2 separate regions of the Mus musculus genome follow, and region 1 is linked to region 2. Evidence: chromatin contacts called from public HiChIP or PLAC-seq data. All regions are on one chromosome and are shown on one strand. Each heading gives the region's core, a stretch centred on a gene start, on an enhancer-like site or on the middle of the called end of the contact. The rest is flanking DNA. Distances are from core to core; before and after follow the strand shown. Region 1 holds the start of Shcbp1 (Shc SH2-domain binding protein 1). Region 2 holds the start of Mcoln1 (mucolipin 1).

Evidence for each region. HiChIP or PLAC-seq counts read pairs in DNA pulled down with a chosen protein or histone mark.
Region 1: a contact with region 2 is called in an H3K27ac HiChIP or PLAC-seq map of microglia, with 4 times the contacts expected there. The contact joins the promoter of Shcbp1 here to the promoter of Mcoln1 in region 2. A contact is called at or near these places in 1 of 39 promoter capture datasets (erythroid cells), 1 of 484 Hi-C or Micro-C datasets (B cells) and 1 of 115 datasets of contacts at active chromatin or transcription factors (microglia).

Annotation. Positions count from the first base shown.
Region 1 is chr8:4,776,897-4,781,228 of GRCm38.p6, reverse strand. Shcbp1 (Shc SH2-domain binding protein 1) reads left to right here and starts at 1,662. Exons shown (of 13, transcript NM_011369.3): 1 at 1,662-1,808. The coding sequence starts at 1,706. It also overlaps the pseudogene Gm6334.
Region 2 is chr8:3,497,611-3,502,049 of GRCm38.p6, reverse strand. It overlaps Mcoln1 (mucolipin 1), which reads right to left and starts at 1,531. Exons shown (of 14, transcript NM_053177.1): 1 at 1,423-1,531. The coding sequence starts at 1,453.

The DNA of each region.
Region 1 (4,332 bases), core at 413-2,912, 1.3 Mb before region 2:
AGAGGACATGGAAAAGCTATTGAATTAGCTTGGAGAAGTTATTCAACTTTTTCATGAGGTCTGTACCTCATTGTGAAATGAGTAGACCGTACTGCTACGTCTTATCTCATTGGAATATTTTTTAAGAAAACATGCTTTTTCAGTACATAGCAAGGAGCAGATTACTGGGGGATAGCAAGACTAATTCCTGAAGACTGATAAAATATTTATGTATTAATTTACATATGTTTTGTGATACATGCATGTTCATGTGAGTGTGTGGACATAAGTGTAGATAACAGATGATTAGGTCTGGTGTCTTTTTCTATGGCTCCCCACCTTATTTTTTGAGATAAGTTCTCTCACTGAACCTGAACTTTGCCAATTTGGATAGACTTGCTGACCAATAAGATCCAGGGTGGTCCTGTCTCCAAACCATCCCTCTTCCAGCACTGGGATTACAAATGGTTACTATCATATCTAGTTTTTTATGTGGGTCTGGGGACCAAACACGTCCTCATGCTTGTCTAGCAAATATCCCATCAGTTGAAACATTTTTCCAGCTCCATAGAATGATTTTTGAAATTTAAATAAGATATTGTAGGTAAAACTTGCTGGCAGTATTTTGTATAGTAAATAATAGCTATTAACGTTAGTTACAGTTTAATTTATTAAAAGTTAATCAAATAGCATACTAAATATAACTTTTTGAGACGTTTTACCATATCACCCTTACTGAACTGGAATTTGATTTGTAGACCAATCTGGCCTGGAACTCCTAGAGACCTACCTCCTGTCTCTGTCTCTGCTTCTGACTCTAGAGTAGTAGAATTAAAGGCATATGCCACCACAGCCTATCTAAATATAATTTAACATTACTTGAAACTACCCAGTGTCTGGTTCCTGATGGTGACAGTGACAGAGCTGCTTATACCAACATTCTAATATTGCTTCATCTGTAGCCAGCTCCTGAGTCATGAAGGGATTTACACACACACACACACACACACACACACACACACACACACACGTAATAGCATTCACTAGCAGTGGCTAAAACACATACATGTTTTTGTTTGTTTGTTTGTTTGTTTGTTTGCTTTTGTGTTGTTTGTAATGATCTACTGTAATTGACAACCACACTGATTAAGCCAATTAAAACTTTTACGTCCTTTTTATTGGAGATCAAACTTGAGCCCCTAAAAACTTACTTGTTGACAAAGCTCAAGGATATATAGTTTTAAAGGTAAACCAAAGTAAAGTGGGTGTTAGAGTAATCTTGAAGCATTTATTATTAGCAGAAAATAGTAGTTATTTTAGACATAACTTGCTAATTATTTCGTTTAATACCTCTGACCATGGCCAAGGCTCTGGAAATCTTAAAGGTGTTGCCAAGGTCAACTGACCTAAAAACTCTTTAAGCAAACATAGAGTCAATCAAGATGGCATATCTTAATCATTTCACTTTCATTATCTTTTCTACTATGCTCAACATCCAAGTTTGCCTTGCTGATTTTTGAGAAAGCATTCCAAATTACATCAACATTCAACTTCCTTTTGTTACTGGGAAGAACTTGATCGAGAACAGTCCGCCAATCCCACAGGTGGCGCTGAAGGACTATCAGAGCAGTTACTGAAAGCTGAAGATGCTCCTCTAGTCGAGTACTGACGCTAGAGATGTCGTCATCGCGTTCTGGTTTGTGACAGCCGCCCGCGTAAATTTGAAATGGCTGATGATTTGCGGGCTGGTGGAGTTCTGGAACCTATAGCTATGGTTCCACCGAGACCTGACTTGGCGGCGGAGAAGGAACCGGCGTCCTGGAAGGAAGGTGAGCACCTCAACCCGAGTCGGAGAGCTGTTTTCGTGGTTGCCGGCCGGGCCTGGCCACCCTAAGGACGCGATTACCTGGGTGGGGAGTTCTGTGCTGGGTCTGGCCCCGCTCTCACGACTTCGGAGTCGGGAGATACTGTGGCCAATTTAGGCTCTCTATCCTCCTGACTCAGCTTCCGGAGAAGAGAAGGGGTTGGATCTGGGTGGACATTCCCCAGACGGAAGGGACTCAGGGGGCTTTGTATTCATTTATTTCATGAGCCAAGTTTTTGTTTGTTTGATTGATTGATTGATTGATTGATTGATTTGTTTTTAACCTACATCTAAGGGATCATGTGCTACGCTTCTCCTTTTTAAAAACAACCTTGAACTCTCATCCTATGCACTGGGGACAGATGACAGCAGAGCTGAGTTTGGATAGAATCCAGAAATAGAATTGACCCAGCTTTTCTTTTCTTTTCTTTTTTCTTTTTTTCCAACACAAACCACCAGCATTTATTTCCTGGGCCTAAGTATCAGTCTTTTGGTAAAAAGGGCAAAGAATTGGTCAGTTAGTTTTGAATCCAAATCCTTTCCCCAAACTGGATCTGTGAGGCGCCATGAGGAAACTTAGAGCTGCATAGATCATCAGAACTGAGCTTAAACCCGCTTTCAAAACAAAACCAAAACCCAAAACCAAAGCAGAAGAAAAGTGATTGTCAGCTTCTCTCTCTCTCTCTCTCTCTCTCTCTCTCTCTCTCTCTCTCTCTCTCTCTCTCTCTCTCTCTCTCTGAAAAAGTTATGTTTTTTTAAAAATGTAAAAGAAGCTTTAAAAAAGGGCTAGGAAGATCTTCCTGACAGACAGGCTGGCTGGAGGGTGAGTGGTGACAGGACAGTCCCTGTCCAGGTGGCAGCTGCTCACCTAGGGGCAGGGCCTGGCTCAAGCCCCGCCTAGCTGAATAAATAATATCTCGTGGTGCTGGTTGTCTTCAGAGTGTACCTGAGCACCGTGGGGAGGTGGGGAAGAGTGGAGCCTGCGGTGTGGGTGGAGGACTTGGCTGGAGTGGGGGCCACAGAGGATTCCATGAGGCTCTCAGTCGGCCTGGCTGGCCAGGGCTCCAGTCCGGGAGGTACAGCAGGTCTCTTCCAGCCTTGGGACCACAGGCAGACTCAGGACGAGGTGTTCGCATCACTGCTCTCAGGCTGGCTGCTGGCTTCCTTGTCTGGGGTACTTCCCTCTGCCTGTGCTTCTCCCTCAAGTGCGAGCTCGCCCATGTCTCCAGCGAGCTTCCGCATGCTCACGGCCTCCGAGTCTCCCTGGATGTCAGGGACTGCATTCCGATGGCCTGTCCGGTCGCAGGAGATGAAGTCCGAGTAAGAGGACTCGACTTCCATCATGCCTGTCGCATCGCTCCTCAGGCCTGACCAAGGGACAACCAAGAAACATGGGTGCTAATACTGCCTTGAATGTGGCCGTGGGATTTTCAAAGCTCACAGCAGAAGTCCAGGTGGTCTCTCTCTGACTGTATAGCAAGTCTAGTCTAATTCCGTTTTCCTGCCTGCATCTCTTCAGGTTTTTCACTCTTGATTAGCCAGTGCAGAAGGTCTGCCGCCTTGTCGCCTCATAGAGCCCCAGCCCTAACCCAGCTTTTCTAACCCTCAGCTTCATTGTACCTAATCATGGGAATTTTATTTGCCAAACTGTGACCTTACATATGCTAGGAAAGAGCTCTACCATCCCCAGTTCCTTTTTTACTTTGAGGCAGGGCCTCTACATAGTCCTGGCTGACCTGAAACTCACTATGTAGACCAAGCCAGCCTCCAACTCAGAGTTCCACCTGTACTGGAGGCTCAAGGCATGAACCACCGTGTCTGGCCTTGATGATTTTTAAAGCTAGTTTATATTAACACATTCAGTTATAATGTGTAATGGACAGAGTTAGGTTGATGTGAGAAATCATAGGTGTGACTTAATTCTTCAACAAGCGTACTTTGTGAACAGCCAAAAGTTTCATATGTACAGATGCCTTAGAAAACAGCCAGTATTTCCAATGTGAAAGCGTTATAATATGAAGAGTCAGCTTTAAAGTGTCTGTCTGTAAGGAACTAAACTTGTATGCTATTGTATGAGAAATCTTAAAAGTGGCATTTACAAGTCAGGAGTGATAGTGCATCTCTGTGATTCCAGCACTTGAGTGGTAGGAGCAGGAGCAATGGGAATAAAGGGCCATGCTTGGCTACCTAATAAGTTGGAGACCAGCCTGGGCTACATGAAACTCTGTCTCCATAAAACCAAACCAAAACAACAGTCACAATAAAACACTGAACTTAGAGAAACAGAGTTTACTTCATGGTTTCCCAAAGAATGGGGAAACTGTTTGTCAAAGTAGACTTAATGAAAAGCAAGAAGAGTAGAGTAGATCATGTATTTTCACCATTTAAAGAAAATATGTGAGGTAATGGAAATCTTAGCTTTCTTATGGTAATTATTTCTTAATATGTAAATAAAACATGAATGTCTTCCGTAGATGACTTTCTTTTTC
Region 2 (4,439 bases), core at 282-2,781:
AAACTGAGGAACTAGAACTTTGGCTATAGCTTGGGCCATAGCTCAGTGGTAGTGTGGTACATGGCCCTAGGTTCAATCCAGAAGGAGGAGAGAAAGAGGAGGAGGAAGACTCGACTAGGCCTGTAATCACAGTACTCAGAGGCTGAAAAAGGAGTATCACAGGTTCAAGTCTGGCAGAATTCTGGAAGCAAAGAAGGCAGATACCAGAATTCCAGAACTCCCAGAGCTACATAGACACTCTGTCTCAAAACAGACAAAAACAAAAGTAAAAGAAGTTCAGGGTCTATAGACTAAGAACCTGATCCAAACAAAACCAAACTACCGCTAACAAAAGCTCGGGCTTCAAATACTGTCCTAATGGAAGAAACTAGCTAGCTGGCTGGCTGGCTGGCTGGCGCCTGTTTACAAACTGAGAAGAGACTAGGTTGGGGAAGGCAATACTCTCACAGGTCACAAACAACCCTGGAAAGAAATGTTTCGTAATAACAATAATACAGCCATCCATGGTGATACATGCTTAGAATCCCAGCACAAGGGAGGTGGAGGCTGGGATTATCAGGAGTCCTGCCCTCTTAAACTGGAGAATCTTAAGCCCACCCACTGTCCAAGTTCTTTGGACGCTCTATCTCTCTCTCATAAGGCAACTAAGTTTGTACTGGCCTTTAGAATTGTCATCAACAATAAGCTCTCTGCAGAGGTTTTAAAGGCTGGGACCTGCCCACTGGTTCTGAGAACCAACTGCCCATCTCTCCTCCATAAGTCTGCACCACACTTTAAAGGGAAAAATGGAGAGCTTGGAGAAAGAGGCTGGGGAAGTGGTGTCCACCCACCACCCAGTTCTAGGAACTGTAGACCCTCAGTGCTTGAGGCCAAGAGTTGCTGGTACCTGTACTACCTGAGTTCTGGGTACTATGCAAGCTGTTCACCTGAGGTTAGAGATGTTGTTGGTACACACCCACCACCCAGGTTCTAGGATGCTACTGTCTATCTCTCTCATATGAGGACTTGAAAAACTTGAGAACTGGAAGCCCAGGTTCTGGGAGCCATCTACCCATCTCTCCCCTATGGAGCATCTGAGAAGTCCGCACTGGAATTGACGAACGGGAAGTTGGGCGCTTGACGTCCAAGGTCGGAGGTGTCGCTGTGCACCCACTGCCCAGATTCTAGGAGGAATCATTCGTCAATCTCCCATAGGAACACTGAGAAGTCCGCCCTGAAAGTCAGAACACTAAGCTGGACGCTCGATGCCCACCCGCCGCCCAGATTCTAGGATCGGTAGAAGCTCTCCGCCTGAGGTAGGAGATGCTGGCCCGCCCGCCGCCCAGGTTCTAGAAGCCGAAAGCCCATCTTCCAGTATTGGACTGCAGCGGAAGTCACCCGAGGTCGCTGAGCTGGGCGCGCCCTCCCGCCGCCCGCGCTCACCTGAGGCGCGCCGGCCCGCCGGGGTGGCCATGGCCGCAGGGTGAGCGCGAGACGCGGGTGGGTCCCAGCGCGCGCCGCGGTCACTGCAGCCTCGCTCCCTCCCGGCGCCGCTTCAAACCCTCCCGCATCAGCTGACATGCGCCGCGGTCACGTGAGCGGGGCGCCTGAACTGAACACGTGACAAGCGCGACCCTTTCTAAGGGGCGGGGCAGAGCCTCCCAGCAGTGCGCATGCGCCCCTCGCTGGCCGCTTGTGGACTAAAAATAGTCGCGCGGTCCTAGTGCCGATAGCAACTCTAACAAAAGGTCTGAGGGACCCACTGGCTTCTAGGTGTGGCGGGAACTGGATCCGATCTGGCTCGGCGACAGCCTTGTAACTTCTGAGTCCAGAGCTTCACCTGTTACCCTCAGTAGTGTCCGGCGATGATCCGGCGTCCTAAGCCGAAAATATCCGCCCCTCTACTCCCAGAAACCTTTTCTGTCTCCCATCTGAGCTACAAGCAAACCGTTTCCTAAACCAAATAGAACCGTATTTTAACAGTCCAAAGACTTTCTGCGCTACTGCAACAGCCTCAGTCCTATCTTTTACAGCCAGTCTCCTCCTACGGAGAGTCCAGGACCTCCAAAGAATTTCCACCTTCTAGAACCTCCTGGTGACTTCCCAAGGCTTTGCAACGACCAGAAAACTTCCCACTTAAACTGACCGCTGGTCTGCCATTCACCTCTTTATGGCAGTCTTGCTTGGAACTTGATAGTTAAAAACGCAGCTCTGCAAGGAAGACAATTTGAGTGTAAATCTAACCATCACTTCAAAACTTTCCACCGTGCCTTAAATTGTGAGCTAATTTCTATTTATTTATTTATTTATTTATTTTGGTTTTTCGAGACAGGGTTTCTCTGTAATAGTTCTAGCTGTCCTGGAACTCACTCTGTAGACCAGGCTGGCCTCGAACTCAGAAATCCGCCTGCCTCTGCCTCCCAAGTGCTGGGATTAAAGGCACGCACTACCACTGCCTGGCCCTTTTATTATTAATAATAATCAATTGAAATTTTCTTGTTCTTTGCAAAACGGGATTCACCCAGGATTACCTGCCTCCCAGAGCTGTACAAAGGATTCAATGAAATAATTCAGACCATCTCACAGTACTGGGGATGTAGCCCAGTTGATAGGGTGCTTGCTCAGCAGGCACAAACTGGGATCAGTCCCCAGCGCTGTGGAAACATGGCATGATGGCCCTTGCAGTCCAATAACATTGGTAAGTATTATAATACTTTCTCAAAAGCCAGGCATTGAGGCTAGGGAGATGGCTCGGTGCAATAGTCAGGGAGGTGGTTCACTGGCTCAGGTGCTTGCCATGAAAGCATGAAGATCTGAATTCAGATCCCTAGAATTTGTGTAAAAACTAAGGCCTGGTACCTGTAATCCCAGCATTGTGGAGGCAGAGATGAGAGGATCCCTGGGGCCTGGGGCCAACAGTTTAACCAGTCTGTGAGCCCCAGGATAAAAGTGAGGGGCTGAAGAGATAGTGCATCAGTGAGGAGAACTGGTTCTGGTAGAGGACTCGAGTTCAGTTCCCAGCATCCACATGGCAGCTGACAACTGCCTATAATTCCAGTTCCACTAGATACAATGTCCTCTTCTGACCTCCAAAGTCAACAGTCATGGGGCACAGACTTACCTGAAAGCAAAATACTTATAAATATATAATAAAAATTAAATTTTAAAAAAGTAAAGACTTGAGGAAGATGCCAACCTGAATCCCTCGCCTCTATGTGTGCATACACACAGGCACTGTCATCCACACCTACAAGTCCATATGCTGCCACCACACACACACCACACACACACCACATACACACTACACACACACACTCACACTCACACACACCACATACACACACACTCACACACACAGAGGGGGTAAGCGTGTTGGGCTGTTTAGAAGATGGATATTGAGGTCAGCTAGGTCTGTGTAGTGATACCCTACCCTCCAAATAAAGCAAAAACGTTCCTCAGGAAAAGTGATCCTTCCATCTTAATCAGAAATCTTGCTATGGTTTTAGAATGTTCCACCCTCTGTCCTTGGTTTTGAGATATTTCTAAACTAGAATTGACCAAACTGTGTTGGTCTTGTTTTCTTCTGGGACCTCAGTATTATATGTTTATTAGGGCATGATGGCTAACACCTATAATGCTAGCACTCAGGGGGTTGAGGCAAGCCTGGACTATATAGTACATTCTAGGCCAGCCTGGGTTACAAAATGAGACCCTATCTCAATAAACAAATAAACCAACACATAAGGTGAAGAGATGGTTTCAATGATTAAACTTGGGTCAGTACATAGGACCCACATGGCAGTTCACAGCTGCCCATTGCTCCAGTTTCAGGAGATCCAGCATCATCTTTTGGCTTCCCAGAGAGGCATCAGGCTTGCACATGATGCACTTACATGTGGGCAAAACACTCATACACACAAAATAAAAATTTAAATAAAATAAAGCAAGCTGATAGATGGCTTATTAGGTAAAGGCACTTGCTGCCAACCCTGATGACTTGAGTTCAATATTCAAAACCTTTATGGTAGGAAAACCAACCCCTGAAAGTTAGCTGACCTCCACACACAGATGCTATGGCACACACACAGACACGCAGACACACATACAAAATATATTTTTCAAATATATAAGAGATGGCTGAGTGGTTAAGAGTCCTTGCTGCTCTTACAGAAGGCCTGGGTTCAATTCCTTTCACCCAGATCGTGGTTTATAACCATCTGTAACTCATAAATATATAATAAGGGTTCCAATGTCCTCTTTTGCTCTGTGTGGGCACTCCATGCACACGGCACACAGATATACCTACAGGCAAAGCATGTATACACATCAAATAAAATAATTTAACATAAATCACCAAATGACAGTCTAGCTTTTCGTGACAGGCTTACTACATAGTCTAATCTCCCTGCTGCTACCTACAGAGTGCTTAGGTGACAGGCCCACACTGCTACACAGGATAA